Linked DNA regions of Mus musculus: all the other regions are linked to region 3. The links are chromatin contacts, called in public Hi-C and capture Hi-C maps. All regions are on one chromosome and are shown on one strand. Each heading gives the region's core, a stretch centred on a gene start, on an enhancer-like site or on the middle of the called end of the contact. The rest is flanking DNA. Distances are from core to core; before and after follow the strand shown.

Evidence for each region. Hi-C and Micro-C count contacts between places; a contact is called where the count stands out from the background. Capture Hi-C pulls out chosen DNA fragments and counts their contacts.
Region 1: a contact with region 3 is called in a capture Hi-C map of embryonic stem cells, with 4 times the contacts expected there. The contact joins the promoter of Tap2 here to the promoter of Dxo in region 3. A contact is called at or near these places in 2 of 39 promoter capture datasets (hippocampal neurons and liver), 2 of 115 datasets of contacts at active chromatin or transcription factors (bone marrow-derived macrophages and large pre-B cells) and 3 of 9 other capture datasets (adipose tissue, embryonic stem cells and liver).
Region 2: a Hi-C map of B cells shows a contact between it and region 3, with 9 read pairs. The contact joins the enhancer-like site here to the promoter of Dxo in region 3. A contact is called at or near these places in 1 of 39 promoter capture datasets (hippocampal neurons), 2 of 484 Hi-C or Micro-C datasets (B cells and cortical neurons), 5 of 115 datasets of contacts at active chromatin or transcription factors (astrocytes, craniofacial prominence, embryonic forebrain and 2 more) and 2 of 9 other capture datasets (embryonic stem cells and liver).

What each region holds. Positions count from the first base shown.
Region 1 is chr17:34,202,090-34,206,691 of GRCm38.p6, reverse strand. It overlaps Tap2 (transporter 2, ATP-binding cassette, sub-family B (MDR/TAP)), which reads right to left and starts at 2,213. Exons shown (of 12, transcript NM_011530.3): 1 at 2,069-2,213; 2 at 908-1,405; 3 at 708-822. The coding sequence starts at 1,397.
Region 2 is chr17:34,100,327-34,105,396 of GRCm38.p6, reverse strand. No RefSeq gene overlaps it. Among named protein-coding and RNA genes, the nearest start is that of BC051537, 7.6 kb to the right of the region's middle. Within about 2 kb of position 3,441, at least 148 of the 459 cell types and tissues checked have an H3K27ac peak or open chromatin away from gene starts, as enhancers often do. A contact at or near this core is called in B cells and liver, where this site is marked.
Region 3 is chr17:34,834,334-34,839,143 of GRCm38.p6, reverse strand. It overlaps Dxo (decapping exoribonuclease), which reads right to left and starts at 2,125. Exons shown (of 7, transcript NM_001163770.1): 1 at 1,928-2,125; 2 at 1,390-1,751; 3 at 1,008-1,243; 4 at 699-918; 5 at 461-596; 6 at 237-331; 7 at 1-157. The coding sequence starts at 1,745. The coding sequence ends at 7. Stk19 (serine/threonine kinase 19) reads left to right here and starts at 2,241. Exons shown (of 7, transcript NM_019442.3): 1 at 2,241-2,367; 2 at 2,578-2,714. The coding sequence starts at 2,268.

The DNA.
Region 1 (4,602 bases), core at 964-3,463, 630 kb after region 3:
AGCTGTCCTTGGGCCTCTAGTGCACATGCCTACCCTTGACCACAAAAGAAAGACAGTGCATAGTTTAGAAAAGGACATACCTGAGAACGGGCCACACCTAAGGATCTACAACAGGAAAATCCTCCAAAGAAGACAGAGTAGATCCAAAGGTAGAAGGGAGGTTCATAGATGCTAATTGCAGAAAGAGATCAGTATGAACCACAATAGTCAAAGCTACAGGGATACCTAAGAGACATAAAGCCTGAGTCGGGAGTCCACAAGGAGTCCATAAGGAGTCCACAAGAGAAAAGACGAAACAAAACCAGCAAAACTAGAATGGAGGCCTAATGAAAGACTAGGGAGAGAGAGAGATCCTGCACTCTCTGTATCTGGGTCCTCTTATCCTAGTCAAAGCCCAGCCAAGCAGCCCCATTTTTATTTGTTTACTTGAGATTGCAGGCTCCTGGGTCCGGATAAAAAGAGTCAAAGGCAGGCTGGAGAGATGACTCAAAAGTTAAGAGCACTGGCTGCTCTTCCTATAGGTCCTGAGTTTAATTCCCAGAGACCTCCTGGTGGCTCACCGTCATCTATACTGGGATATGGTGCCCACTTCTGGCCTGTAGGTGTACATGCAGGCAGAACTCTGTATACATAATTTGTGCCTTGTGCAAAGTCAGTTCCTGTCCAGTCGCATCTACTACAGGGACCTGAAGCCAATCATCTCTCACCTCCCAACAGAGAACAGGCACATGAAAAAGATGGCGCTTGCAAAGGCGTCGGGGTCGAAATCACCTCCCAGGATGTCAATTACACGACCCGAATAGCGAGGGATTAATGTCTCCCCTGAAAGAGGCAAGAAAGATAAGGAGGCTGTGCCCTGGCAAGGCCCTTCTCCCACCTCCCTCTCACAGTGGTCTCTTCCTCTCACCCCACACAGCCACCACAAGGAAGAAGAAGGCAGCTATGAGGAAAGGCAGGTCCGGCCTGGACAGCTTCAGCAACCGCTTCATCAGTGTTCTGTTCTCCTGGCCTGGTTCCTTCTCCTGGACTCCAGCCGGGCTCAGCACAGCCCACACGGCCCAGCTCAGCGCAACAGCCCCATAGCCAGCCAGCAGCCAGCCCCAAGAGGCAGAAGCCACTCGGACTACTGAGGTGCTCGCGGTGCCTCCCACCAGAGCTCTTAGCGAGAAAAACAGGGGAGTGGCAAGGCAGAGCAAGGGCAGAAGGGTCCCCACAAGTCCCAGCAGCTCTCCCACTTTTAGCAGTCCCCACAGCACTCCAAGTCGCAGGGTGCCCTCTATCCAGAGTCCTGGCAGCCCCTGGGGAAGCAGATTTCCCAGAGATCCTTGTAGCAACCCAAGTAAAGCCATGTCCGCCAGCAGCAGAGAGACCCAGGGCCTCAGGTAGGACAGCGCCATGGTGGGTTCTGCGGAAAGAAAGGGAGAAATGAGGTCTGTGGAGTTCCAACCCTGGTTACGAGCCTCCTGCCCCAAATCCACCCTGAGGCTTCTTGTTCACCGGAAAGACCCCCTCCTAGATAAGTCTCTCCTAGGACTGACTGTCTGACGGAGCTGGGAAGGCTGCATTATTCTCACACACAGTCACACAGACACACAGACACTCAGACACACAGCACGGGGGTGGGGGTGGGGGAGGGGGCGGTCTGCTGCCACCACATCCATCTCCCTGAAGTTTGTTGGTGTTAGCCCAAGAAGACACACTGCCCCCATTCCTCGGGTCTTTAAGAGCCAGGAGACCCGGTGCAGGGGCGGGATGCGGGTGGGTTCGGTAGCCTTAGATGGCTTGGGACAGAAGGTTCTGAGTAGGGGCGCTGGGCCGGCGGCGCCCGACGGAAGACCGGGGACGCAGGGCAAGGGGGTGGGGCAGAGGACCTTGGGCAAGGGGTGAGGGACAGGGGACCTGGGACACTGGGTGGGGCAGGGGCACGGAGCAGAGGACACGGGGCAGGGAGTAAGCGGCAGAAGACCCAAGACAGGGGACGAGGAGTGGGGAACCGGATGATGACGCCAAGGGTTTGGGAATGGGCCGCACTCCTGCTAACTCTCGGGTTCTATCCAAAAGAACTCACCTGCGGCTGCGGAGCGGCAGCTCAGGAGAGCTTCTGGAATCTGCTTCTTCTCAAACTGGATCTCCTGGGTGCGCAGCGACGCCCTCGCGGGGAGCGCGCCTGGGTCCCGCGGCTTTCGCTTTCACTTCACTGCCGTGGTCGCGGTGCTGCGCACAGCCGCCAGCAGATGGCGCCTGTCAATTTGCGGGTGGGTTGAGCGCCCCAGGTTCCCAAAAAGGCTCGCCCTCCAAGGCCGCTACTAGCAAAACTCTTGAGGGTCTGAGATGCTTTGAAAAGGAAAAAAAAACAAAAACAAAAACAAAAAAAAACAAAACAAACAAAAAAAAAAAACGAAAAAACCCTGCATTTCTCCGACCTCCGAGCATGTTTTAAGAAGCGCCGGTTAAACTGGGACTATAGTTCAGATGTTGAGAAAACTTGCCTGAGCCCAGGGTTCGCTGCCAGTAGGTTTGAGGAAGGGGAAAGAGGAGGAGGAGTAAAGGGCAGAAAAGAGCATAGGAGAAGGAGAAAGGCGAGGGAAGAGAATGGTCGTGGACGGAAGGAAGGGGAGGGAGGAAAATGGAGGAGGGAGTGACTTCAGGTCCCTCCCAGTCAGCAGACCACACAGGTGTCCCACCTTTGGAAAAAGGAAGAGAGGAGAGAGAAGGACGGAGGGTGGAAGAGAAGAGAGGCTTGAGGGCTTGTTTGTTTTTCCAGGTAAGCTCAAGAGTTGGGGTCTGGGGTAAAACTAGGGCTTACAAGAAGGCCTCAGCTCCTATCAGCAGGCCAAAGGTTCCCTTTCACAGATTTTGAACCCAGAGGCTCTGGCCCTTTGTCCTCAGACTTTCTTCGCAGCACACCGCACTTGCAGTGAGGGCCCTGGGTCAGTGCCAGGGCCTGCTGCTTGTGAGGTAGTCAGAGTAGGCTGTAGGCTAACACCATCAAAGAGGGAACCCGGCCTCCTCCCCAGAGCCCAGTTCATTGCGGAAATCACCCTTCTGGGCTCCAGGGAAGAGCCCTCACAGAGCATGGTGAGGCACCAGGTTCCATTCTCAGACATGAAAATCAACCATGCTGCTCATCACCACACCCCACCACCAGGGCACTACAAGGAGAAATGACTCTGCGGGCTGAAACTACCTATAAAGGAAAAAAAATCCCCTTAGACATGCTGGTGTGACTACCCATGAGTCACTTGAAGGTCAAATGTTGAGGGCGGGGGGGGGGCTGGGGGTGGCCTTAAAGCAGGCCTACATGGCTATGCCTATCTCTCTGGACTTTAGGGCTACCCCAGGTGGAGAAGGCTCCCATCTGGCTGTCTGGATCTCAGAGTCCTCTAACCCCTGACCTGGCTCTTGACCACTCCTGCACGGAGCACTCATGCGCTGAACTCTCCTGCCCTGAGCACTCCTGCACTGAGCACTGCTACACTGAGCACTCCTGCACTCAGCACTCCTACACCAAACACTCTGTACTGAGTACTCTTGTCCTGAGTACTCCTGCACTGAGCATGCCTGCACTGAGCACTGTGCTGAGTACTCCTGTGCTGTGCCCTGAACACTCCTGCCCTGAGCACTCCTGTCCTGAGTACTCCTGCTCTGAGCACTCTTGTCCTGAGTACTCCTGCCCTGAGCACTCCTGTCTTGAGCATGCCTGTGTTGAGTACTCCTGCCCTGAGCATGCATGTGCTGAGTACTCCTGCGCTGAGCATTCCTGACCTGAGCACTCCTATCCTGAGCACTCCTGTCCTGAACACTCCTGAGCTGAGCACTCCTGCACCAAGTATTCCTGCACTGAGCACTCCTGTGCTGAGTAATCCTGCCCTGAGCACTCCTGTCCTGAGTACCCCTGCCCTGAGCATGCCTGTCCTGAGCATGCCTGTGTTGTGTACTCCTATGTTGAGCACTCCTGCACCAAGCACTCCTGCACTGAGCACTCCTGCACTGAGTACTCCTGCCCTGAGCACTCCTGTGCTGAGTACTCCTGTGCTGAGCATTTCTGCCCTGAGTACTCCTGCCCTGAGCACTCCTGTCCTGAGTACTCCTACCCTGAGCATGCCTGTCCTGAGCATGCCTGTGTTGTGTACTCCTATGTTGAGCACTCCTGCACCAAGCACTCCTGCACTGAGCACTCCTGTGCTGAGTACTCCTGCACTGAGCACTCCTGCACTGAGTACTCCTGCCCTGAGCACTCCTGTCCTGAGTACTCCTGCCCTGAGCACTCCTGTGCTGAGTACTCCTGTGCTGAGCATTTCTGCCCTGAGTACTCCTGCCCTGAGCACTCCTGTCCTGAGTACTCCTACCCTGAGCATGCCTGTCCTGAGCATGCCTGTGTTGTGTACTCCTATGTTGAGCACTCCTGCACCAAGCACTCCTGCACTGAGCACTCCTGTGCTGAGTACTCCTGCACTGAGCACTCCTGCACTGAGTACTCCTGCCCTGAGCACTCCTGTCCTGAGTACTCCTGCCCTGAGCATGCATGTGCTGAGTACTCCTGTGCTGAGCATTCCTGCCCTGAGCACTCCTATCCTGAGCACTCCTGTCCTGAACACTCCT
Region 2 (5,070 bases), core at 2,192-4,691, 740 kb after region 3:
GAACTCACTTTGTAGACCAGGCTGGCCTCGAACTCAGAAATCCTCCTGCCTCTGCCTCCCAAGTGCTGGGATTAAAAGGTGTGCGCCACCACGCCTGGCATCTTCAATAAAATCTAAAAAAACATTCCCAACTCTAGAGGGAAAAGGCCCCACCCACCCACCCCATCCAGACATAAGGGAATGACAGAACCAACCAAATAAAGGAGAAGGGAAAAATCAAGTGATGGTCGACCCACTAAATAGATCAAAGAACAAATACTGAAAGCTGGAAGAGAGAAGGACCATACACACGCTGTCAGCTAGCAGCTGATTTCTTTTCCAATGGAAACTGAAAGCCAGAGCGTCTCGGGAGGATGTTTCAAGTTCCGAGAGACCGCAGCTGCTAGCCTAGACAACTACACCAAACAAAATCTTAACTGGGGGAGGAATGAAACTTCCCTGTCAGAAGCAGACTAAAGGACATATGACCACACAGACAGCTCTACAGAGGATGATAGAGTACTGTAGGCAGGAAAGAAGGGCATCTTCGAGGCTACGGGGCAAATTAGGAAGATGCCCTATGAGAACACGGCCCACAGAATCAACTCAGCAGGGCTCATAGGGGCTTGCAGAGACTGGAGCGACACTCATGAACTCTATGAGGGTCCGAGCTGGGTCCTCTGCATACATGTTTTGGTTAGGTGGTATTCTTGTGGTGTGCTTGGCGCTCTTCTGCAACCCATAACATCAGGAGTGAGGGCATCTCTGACTTTTTAGGGATCCTTTTCCTCATACCGAGTTGCCTTGCTCAGCCCTGATAGGAGGGCTTGTGCCTAGTCTTATTGTAACTTGTTACGCCATGTTTGGTATCAGGGATTAATAGATTTGGGGTTGGTGGGAGAGTGGAGGCAGGGGAAACTTTGGTTGGGATGTGTCTTAGTCAGGGTTTCTATTCCTGCACAAACATCATGACCAAGAAGCAAGTTGGGGAGGAAAGGGTTTATTCGGCTTACACTTCCATACTGCTGTTCATCACCAAGGACGTCAGGACTGGAACTCAAGCAGGTCAGAAAGCAGGAGCTGATGCAGAGGCCATGGAGGGATGTTCTTTACTGCCTTGCTTCCCCTGGCTTGCTCAGCCTGCTCACTTATAGAACCAAGACTACCAGCCCAGAGATGGTCCCACCCACAAGGGGCCTTTCCCCCTTGATCACTAATTGAGAAAATGCCTTACAGTTGGATCTCATGGAGGCATTTCCTCAACTGAAGCTCCTTTCTCTGTGATAACTCCAGCCGTGTCAAGTTGACACACAAAACCAGCCAGTACAGGATGTAATGTATGTAAAGAATAAAATAAATTTTTTTTTAAAAAATGAGACACCTTAACAGCAATAATTGGGGATTGGGAAAACACCACACACTACAAAACCCAGCAAATTGACAATTAGCACACACCTTTAAATAACTGGATCTTAGTGGTCTCTGTCCACCATCCAAAAGACACAGACCAGCAGAGCGGCTCAGAGCACAGGAGCTTCCCTTTTGCTGCATACAAGGATCACACTGGAGCATCAAGCAGGAAAGGTGGGCATAGGAATCCCAAGCAACAAGCAACGGAGTTCCTGTTCCAATATCTGACCAAACAGGCTCCAGACTAAACCCATCAGAAGGAATGAGGAGGATCACGCCATGCTGATGCTAGAAACCATCCCTCAAGCTGGCATTCCAACTCTAAGTGTGAAAAACCAGCAGTACCCTCGGTTTCCTAGAACAAATACTACCAAATAAAAAGTGAAACAGTGGGTGACATAAATACCCCACTGGCAACAAGGGGCAGGTCATCCAGGCAAAGGCGTTGAAGGACATCTACAGAACACTCCACCCAAACAGCACAGAACTCAGTCTTTTCAGCTGGCCACAGGACTTACTCTAAAGAAGAAAGTCTACACACATACAGAAAGGTAAATTGCTCCGTTTTCCATTTGTATTCTTTTCTGGAACGAAGCTAGGAATCAACCACAAGAAAAACTACAGAAAAAATAACTTGGAGATTGGATGAGTAGGTCATTGAAAAAAATCAAGAAAAAAAATTAAAGTACTAGAATAGAAAAAAGAAAAACGAAGGCTGTCCTGATTGGAAGGTTTCCACTCTGCCCCCGCTACAAAAGCAGAACCGTCCCAAGCAGAGCTGTCCCAAGCGATACCATGAACCTTAAAACATTAGGAAAACAAGAGTGAACTTAATCCAAAGGCAGTAGAAGGGAAATTCGCAGGAGAGAAATGAAGAGAATGAAAACGAAACAAAAAGCAACCAAGAGTTGGTTCTTTAAAAAGATAAACAAAGTTGACAAACCGTTAGCCAAATTAAACAGAAGGAAGGAAAGTCCCTGTTTAGTAGGCTCATAGGTGAAAGTGAAACATTACAACGGATGCCAACAATAAAGATGTAAAGATGTGCTACACTTTAAAGAACTGTATTTGATCTGGAAATGGTCCTGCACGCCTTTAACACCAGAACATGGGAGGTGGAAGCAGGGGAATTTCTCAGAATTAGAGCTTAGAATGGTCTAGATGGAGAGTTACAGGCCAACCAGAGATACATAGTGAGACCCCGTCTCAGTAAAACAAACCAGTCTTCATCTTGGACTCATAAATAGGACATGGTATAGTACTCGAATATCCGTTGCTCTTGCAATGGCTGCCAGTGTAATTCCCAGCACCTACACAGAGCAGCTCATAACTCTAGCTCCATAGGGGTCTGATGCCTCTGGCCTTTTCTAATATTTGTTTATACTTGTATTTATATGCACATACAATTAAAATAAACATTTATGAGACCGGAGAGATGGTTCCGCAGTTAAGAGTACTGTCTGCTTTTCCATAAACTTAGGACTCAGTTTCCAGTACCCATATGGCAACTCCTAACTACCTGTCATTGGAGTCCCAGGGGATCTGACCTGTTCTCTGTCCTCTGTGGGCACCGGCTGTGTTCCTGGGGAGAGGGGCAGGAGGACTGCATGTGATATGAAAAGGGGGGAGTGATAGGTCTAAAAAGGTTGAGATGAGAATGGCAGTGAGGATGAGGGAAATGAGAAGACTTTATGGGTGGGGTGTGAGTCCAGCACTCGGGAGGCAGAGGCAGGGAGATCTCTGTGAGTTCAAGGCCAGCCTGGTCTACAAATTGAGTTCCAGGACAAACAGGGCTACACAGAGAAACCCTGTCCTGAAAAACAAAACTAATAATAATAATAATAATAATACAACCACTTAATGAACTAACTAAAAGATACAATTAATTTTTGAAGGCTTGGCTATACCATGCAGAGATGAATAATGCCACCCGTCAGAAACCATAGATCTCTAAGCCGAAATCCCATTGCCAAGTGTGGGTTTTCTCCCTGTGTGTTGCTGGCCAAGAAGCCCTGAGAAGCGCTCAAGACAGGGCGGATACTGTCGTCACTCTCAGTTCCTGTTCTGCTTTTCTTCCTGCTGTTGTGATCAAAAGCCTCCTGGGGAGGAGAGACTTTGTTTCAGCTTGTACCTGAAGGCCACTGTCCGTCATGGAGGGATGTAAGAACGGGAATTCAAACTGGAGCTCCCAACTGAAACCACAGAGGCACGCTGCCTACTGCCTCACAGCTCTCATATACAGGCGCGGCCACCTGCCTTGGGATGGCCCTGTGTCCCCGGGCTTGGTGGGTTGATTCTATGCTGTGTCAAGTTCACAGTTAGAGCTACACACGCGAGCGCCCCCTGGTGGGGATTTATTGCTAACATCAGCTAAATGGTCTTAGAGCAAAGCTGCTTTCAAACTGCATTTAGGTTGCCAGATTGGTTCTGCCCCGTCTGTGGCCAGAGAAGATGCTTTTCATGGTAGGCAATGGCCAGGACATACTCTTAACTGGACAAAGTTCTGGAACGAATGACAGCTAATGGCTCAGCCCTAAGAGAGACATTGATATTACCCCCCCTCCAAGCCTAAGGGACATGGTGGAACGGGGACAGAAAGACTAAGGTAAGAGCCTGAGGCTGGGGTTGAGGAGGGGCTATGAGACACCACCTCGTGGGTATGACATCCTGAACACACGAAGGCTGTGATGACTGTTTCCAGGCAGAGTGTAAGAGGGGACCTGGAACAGACTATGCTAAAAGTCTGAAAAAGAGGGGGGTTGGAGGATGGAAACTAGGTCTGACTGGTGTAGGCAGGTAGTTTTCAGGCAACAGGTATACCAAGAGGTGTCTCTGAGACCAGGATTACCTCTACTGAAGGCAGTCAGTACCTACAGTGATCTTGAACCACAAGATGAAGCCAAATCCCAAACTGCCCGAGTCAGAGTCCCAAATGTGGTGAAGGGATGTGAGGGGCAGAGCCAGCCTTAGTGGCTATTCTAAGAAGTCTGACAAGGGGACATCACAGATGAGACGGATGAAGGAAGTGCATTCAGATCTCCCTGGTGACTCCAGGACCTGACAGTTTCCAATGTCACCCATTTCTTCCCATCCATTCCTGCTGAGCCTGCCAACAGGAGTCACGTTCAGGAAGGGACAAACATCCTGGGCCTTTGCCAGCACTGCTGCTATGTGTCCTACCGTCATGGTGACTCCATTTGCTATGGGTAGCAGGGGTGCAGGGGATAGGTGCACCTAGCCCTCACACAGAGCTTGACAGCCATGCTGTCTGTCTGAAAGCTAAGTCATGTGAATGGGCCTTTCCTCCTATATAAAGTGATGGTGGTTGTGAGGAAAGAGACTGGGGGCCTGTAAGGCAGAATAACACTTCTCCTTGATCTTTCCTTGGATTTAGGCTTCTGGCACAAGGCAACAGTGATGTCATCTCAGAGACCCTTCCTCTTCTGGCTTTGAATCTCCCAAATTTCCCCTGCTAACTACTAACTACATCAGCTGTCCCAAATATGGGTAAGGGTACTGGAACACAAGGCAGCTAGGGGGATTCTCCTAGCCTAGAGTGCACTACAGTCTGTAGGTCTTAAGAACCCGCTGCCCCACCCCCTGCACCCAAGGAGCCCCAGGGGAGACAGGGGACAAGGCCGGCTACACCTTTGCAGGACCACCTCTTACCAAAGGCTCCTC
Region 3 (4,810 bases), core at 876-3,375:
TTGTCCTCAGTCCTTGGGAGAGGGAGTCTTTGAGAGTGGTGGGAGGTCTTGGGTCATAGTCTCCACATACCATGAGGGCAGGAAGGCATAGGGTGCGTCACGATGGACAGACACAGTGACAGGGCCACCAGGTTCCCAGGAGAAGAGGTGGACAAGCCTGTGGAAGACAGAGGTGTGGGGTGAAGCCAGAGATTGAGCCGGGATCCAGAGGCAGTGCACAAACATGAAGGCCTTACCTGGGATCGTCCTGGACTACTGTGCTCTGGGCAAAGCTAAGGAAGGCAGCACAGAAGTTCATGCACACAGAGGGATTCCAGCCTTCTCGGTCATTCTGGAGGGGGCACAAGAGGCAGAAGACTGGGGGTGGAAAGAGGAAAAGGCAGGTGGCAAAGGGGCACTGGGTCTGAGGACTTGGTACAGGGGGTGGGGAAACAGATGGCCACTCTGACACCTGCCTTACCCTGACATTTTCAAACATCTCCATGGTAGGAAAGGTCTTTAAGGAACAGACGAAACCTTCTGGGTTCCGGAAGCCGGCAACAACATGTGGGACCCCCGGGAGGAACGACTGAGCCCACCATTTCAGCAACTTGTGTCTGACGGGAGAGGCAAAGGGTCAGCAGGACCCTCCACCCCCCCCAACCCCCCCCAACCCCCCCCCAACCCCCCCCCCCGTCAGTCCCGGCCCCGGCCAGAACCTGTAAAAGCTCCTCCACTGGCCAGGGCTGTGCATCTCCTTGGATGTCTTGAGCTCCACGTAGCAGGAGGGAGGCTGTGTGCAAGGAGCCTGGGGGTTCAGGCAGTCTACCTCCCCGGAGAACAGGAGAGGGTGGTTTCCCAGGCGGCTGCGTAGCACAGAGCAGTAGGCCACGTTGGTGTTAACTTCCCCAGAGGGGTCTGGGGAGCCTCCGGGTTTGTCTGCACAAGAAGAGAAGGCAGCAGCAGAGGAAGGGGATCTCGACCTCTGTGGAAGGGGAGAGGGACCGCACGGCTGCGACGACTCTCACCTGCGCACATGTACTGCTCAAATTTGTAGCCCATGTACATGAGCTCCCGGAGGAGGGGTGGCCGTGCAAGCCTCTGGGCCCGAGCAGCCGGGGTCTCCACCTCACTTAGGTACAGTGTCCCTTGGAACCGGGAGGCTGCCAGCTGCCAGCCCTCCTGCCGCTCATACGGCGTGGTCAGCAATTTTGTCAGGTGCCCTCTCCATGTCACCGTGGCCCCTGCCAGCCAGCCGGGACCCCTGGGAGGGAAGAATGCGGGGTTTATGGTCTGACTCGAGTTTTACTTCTGTTGACTCAAAGTCCCCACTAAAGACCATTTGGCTTTCCCAACTTCAGAAGAGAAAGCCGGGTCACCAGGTCAGCTTCTGCGTTGCACCGGGCTCACCCCTCCAGCTGGTTCCGGTGTTCCAGGACCCAGCGCAGCAAATGGTCCAACCTCTCTTGGACTTCCTCGTCCCGGGGCTGGTATCGGTCAGGGTATCCATCTCTGAGGTCAAAGTCCGGGCCTGGGCCGTTGATGGGAGGGGGGCTGTAGTAGCGGAGGGCTCGGGCATCTCCATGGTACTGGCGTTGTGCGTCCAGGGAGAAGCAGCCCAGTTCGGATGGACGCCGGTAGAACGGGAAGGGTCCCGAGTACAGAGAGGGCTGTGTCCGCAGTAAAGGGACTGCCCGGGGGAGTTTGTGCAAAGGCTTTTCCACCTCTGTCTTCTCCGCTTTTCTCTTAGTCCCTCTGGGTTCCATGAGGTCCTGCGAGGAAAGCGTTTCCAGTGGATAAGGAGCGAGTGAGCTTCCAGGTTTGGGCTCTGCGTGTCAGGAGCCGGGCGCCTCGTTCCCACCCACGGACCAACGAACGCGGCGAGCTTGAGGAGTTTGGGGGTTGAAGCTAAGACTTGGTTACCTCAAAGCTCCCCACCCTGACCGACCTCCACCTCCTCGAGGCTACGGCGTCAGGGCCGCACGTCAGAAGCCGGAGAAGGATGCAAACACGGAGTTGCTGTTTCTGATGACGCTCTCATCCGCCCTCAGCGTCGGAGTGGGCGAGGTCCGTCTGCACCGGAGCGGGAACCCAGGCGGGCCACTCGCGCCTCGGCGCGCCCCAGTGAGCGCTCTGGTCGGGAGCCAATCAGCAGCGGTGCGGGCGACGGAAGTGAGGCTGCCTTCGTCATCAAACTCAGACGACCAGCCAGAGGGCCCGTCGTCATTATTCTGTGCCGGAAGACGCGGTCTTCGGGACTCCTTTCCCGGAATCCTGAAATCCGGGTTATGAATCGCAAGAGACGGCTCCTGGCGTCTGAGGCTTTTGGGGTGAAGCGGAGGCGGGCGCCGGGGCCCGTGAGAGCGGATCCTTTAAGAACAAGAGCAGGTAACCATGGCAACCTGGGCGCGGAAAGCCCGAGGGTATCCACCCTTGGAGGAGGGGGGGGAGGAGGAGGAGGAGGAGGAGGACCTAGGGTAGTAACCATGGCAACCCAGGCGCTGGGCAGCGACTCTGAGGGCTGGGGCGTCCGAACCTCCGCGCTGTCTCCACCCTCGCTCTCCACCCGGACCTGACCACGCGCTTGCTCCACCACAGGCTCGGCGCGCGAGGCCATCGAGGAGCTCGTGAAGCTGTTTCCCCGGGGGCTGTTCGAGGATGCGCTGCCGCCCATCGCGCTGAGGAGCCAAGTGTACAGTCTGGTGCCAGACCGGACGGTGGCCGACCTACAACTGGTGAGCACCTTGGAGACCTTTGGCGTGTCCCCCCCCCACCAGCCCCGGCCCTCCGACCCGCAGCCTCGAGGGCACTCGCCAAGTCCCTGTCGCTCAGACACTCAGTCGTCCGTCAGCAGGCGTTAGGCCAAGGCAAATGCAGAGCAAATCCCAGGGGTTTGGAACTGCAGGCAGATGTCACATCTGACAGGTGATGGCTGTTAGAGAAGGTTAGTGAGCGCGGACAAAGGTGTACTGAAGGTCACCGGTGAGAGAGATTGACTGAAGGAGAGAGATGAGTCTAGTGTTAATTCCCAGATTTCCCAAGTGATCAGTTAGTGATTAGGGGATTGACTAGAGGAGGGAGGCACCGAGTAGCTGCTTGCCTGATGTGCGTACACTGAGTTGCAGATTATAGATGTATGAGACAGTGGGCTATGACGCTGCAGATCATTCTAGGCTGTGGTGCACAAGGCATAGGGGCTAAATGAGATACTTAGGGAGACTAGAGGAGTGATGTAACCTCGTGGCCAAGTTTAGAAGGCGATTGAAAGCCAGGGCCATGTCTCTTCACACAAAAAAAATCCACAGTGGGCAGATTTCAGTCTCTGTTTTATAGGAACTCTCAGACCTCTGCCTGAGTTGAAGGTCAGAACACTGTGAACGGCTCTCTGCTGCTACATACCTCTCTGGGCTCCTTTTAACTAGGGCAGTTCCTCCTTAGAGGCTGTCACAGATCCTTCTTGCTTAGCTTTGTCCTTATATTGTTACAGAGTTTCTGACCTTGATTCCTGCAGGTGACTTCTGACCTCCTCCTCAGGCCATGGCCCCTGTGCTTCCTTTTCTATAACTGTTTTTTTTTTTTTCTTTAAACAAAAAGCTTTCAGAGTTGCACAAGTTTTGTTTTAAGACAAGGTCTTAATTTGTAGCCCAGACTGCCTTAAACTTGATATTCTCCTGCTTTCATCTCCCTAATGCTGGGGTTTACAGTAGTCAGAAGGTTAACTAGAGGGAGTCTCTTCTTTCTTTGGAGAGGGGAGGATTGAACTTGGGTCAGCAGACTTGACAGCAGAGTCACCTCCTCAGCCCTGTCACCAGCTCTAAGAAATTTCTCTTGTCCTCTCTCATTGCTTTCTTCTGGCACTGAAATTACATAGACATCTTCTCTTTGAACCCCTTCAGACACTTCCATGTTCAATAGTTTTGGGCTTTCTTTTATAATTGTACTGTTTAGTTTCATCTTAGATTAATAATCTGTTCAGAAAGCTTAATTTCATTTGCTTGTGGCTATGTGCTTGTGAGCATGGGTGTGTGTACATGTGGGTTTGCACTCTCAGATGCCAGAAGATGGCACTTGATCCCTGGAGCTGGGGAGGTACAAGTTACAGGTGGTTGTGAGCCACCAGATGTGGGAGCTAGGAACTGAATGTGGGAGCTCTGCAAGAGCAGGAATTACTCTGCCACCGAGCATTGCTCCCACCCCAGATCGATAGTCTTTTATTCAGCTGTACTAAAGTATTTCACACTCATTGAAGTCTTAGTTTATTGTCTTCATTTCTCAGTTTTAAATTCTCTACTGGGACTTTTTTTTTTTTTTTTCTTTTTATGGGTCTTATTATGCAGCACTAGATGACCTGGAACTCAGTCTGTAGACCAGGCTACCCTTGAACTCATAGAGACCCACCTACCTCTGCCTCCTGAGCGCTGAGATTAAAGCTATGCACCACGGTGACTGACTGGGACATATTTAAGCCTATATCTTTTTTATGATTATTTTAAATTTGATTATTATTTTTGGCCATGTGTACTGCCATATGGCTTTAATCCCATTGCTCTAGAGGTAAAGGCAGACAGATCTCTGTGAGCTTAAGGCCAGCTTGGGCTACCTATTAATGTTCTATTTCCAAATTATATGTGTGCATGTGCAAGTTCATGTGTACATGCCACCATGTGTGTGTAGAAGTCAGAGGGTATTGTGTGGTTGAATTCCCTCCTCCCATCACGTGGATCTCAGGGGCTGACTCAAGCCCTGGGGCTCAGCAGCAGGCCACCTGACCCACTGAAACATCCCACCAGCCCTAAGCCTGCTATGTCTTTTTAGAATTTCCTACCAGTAG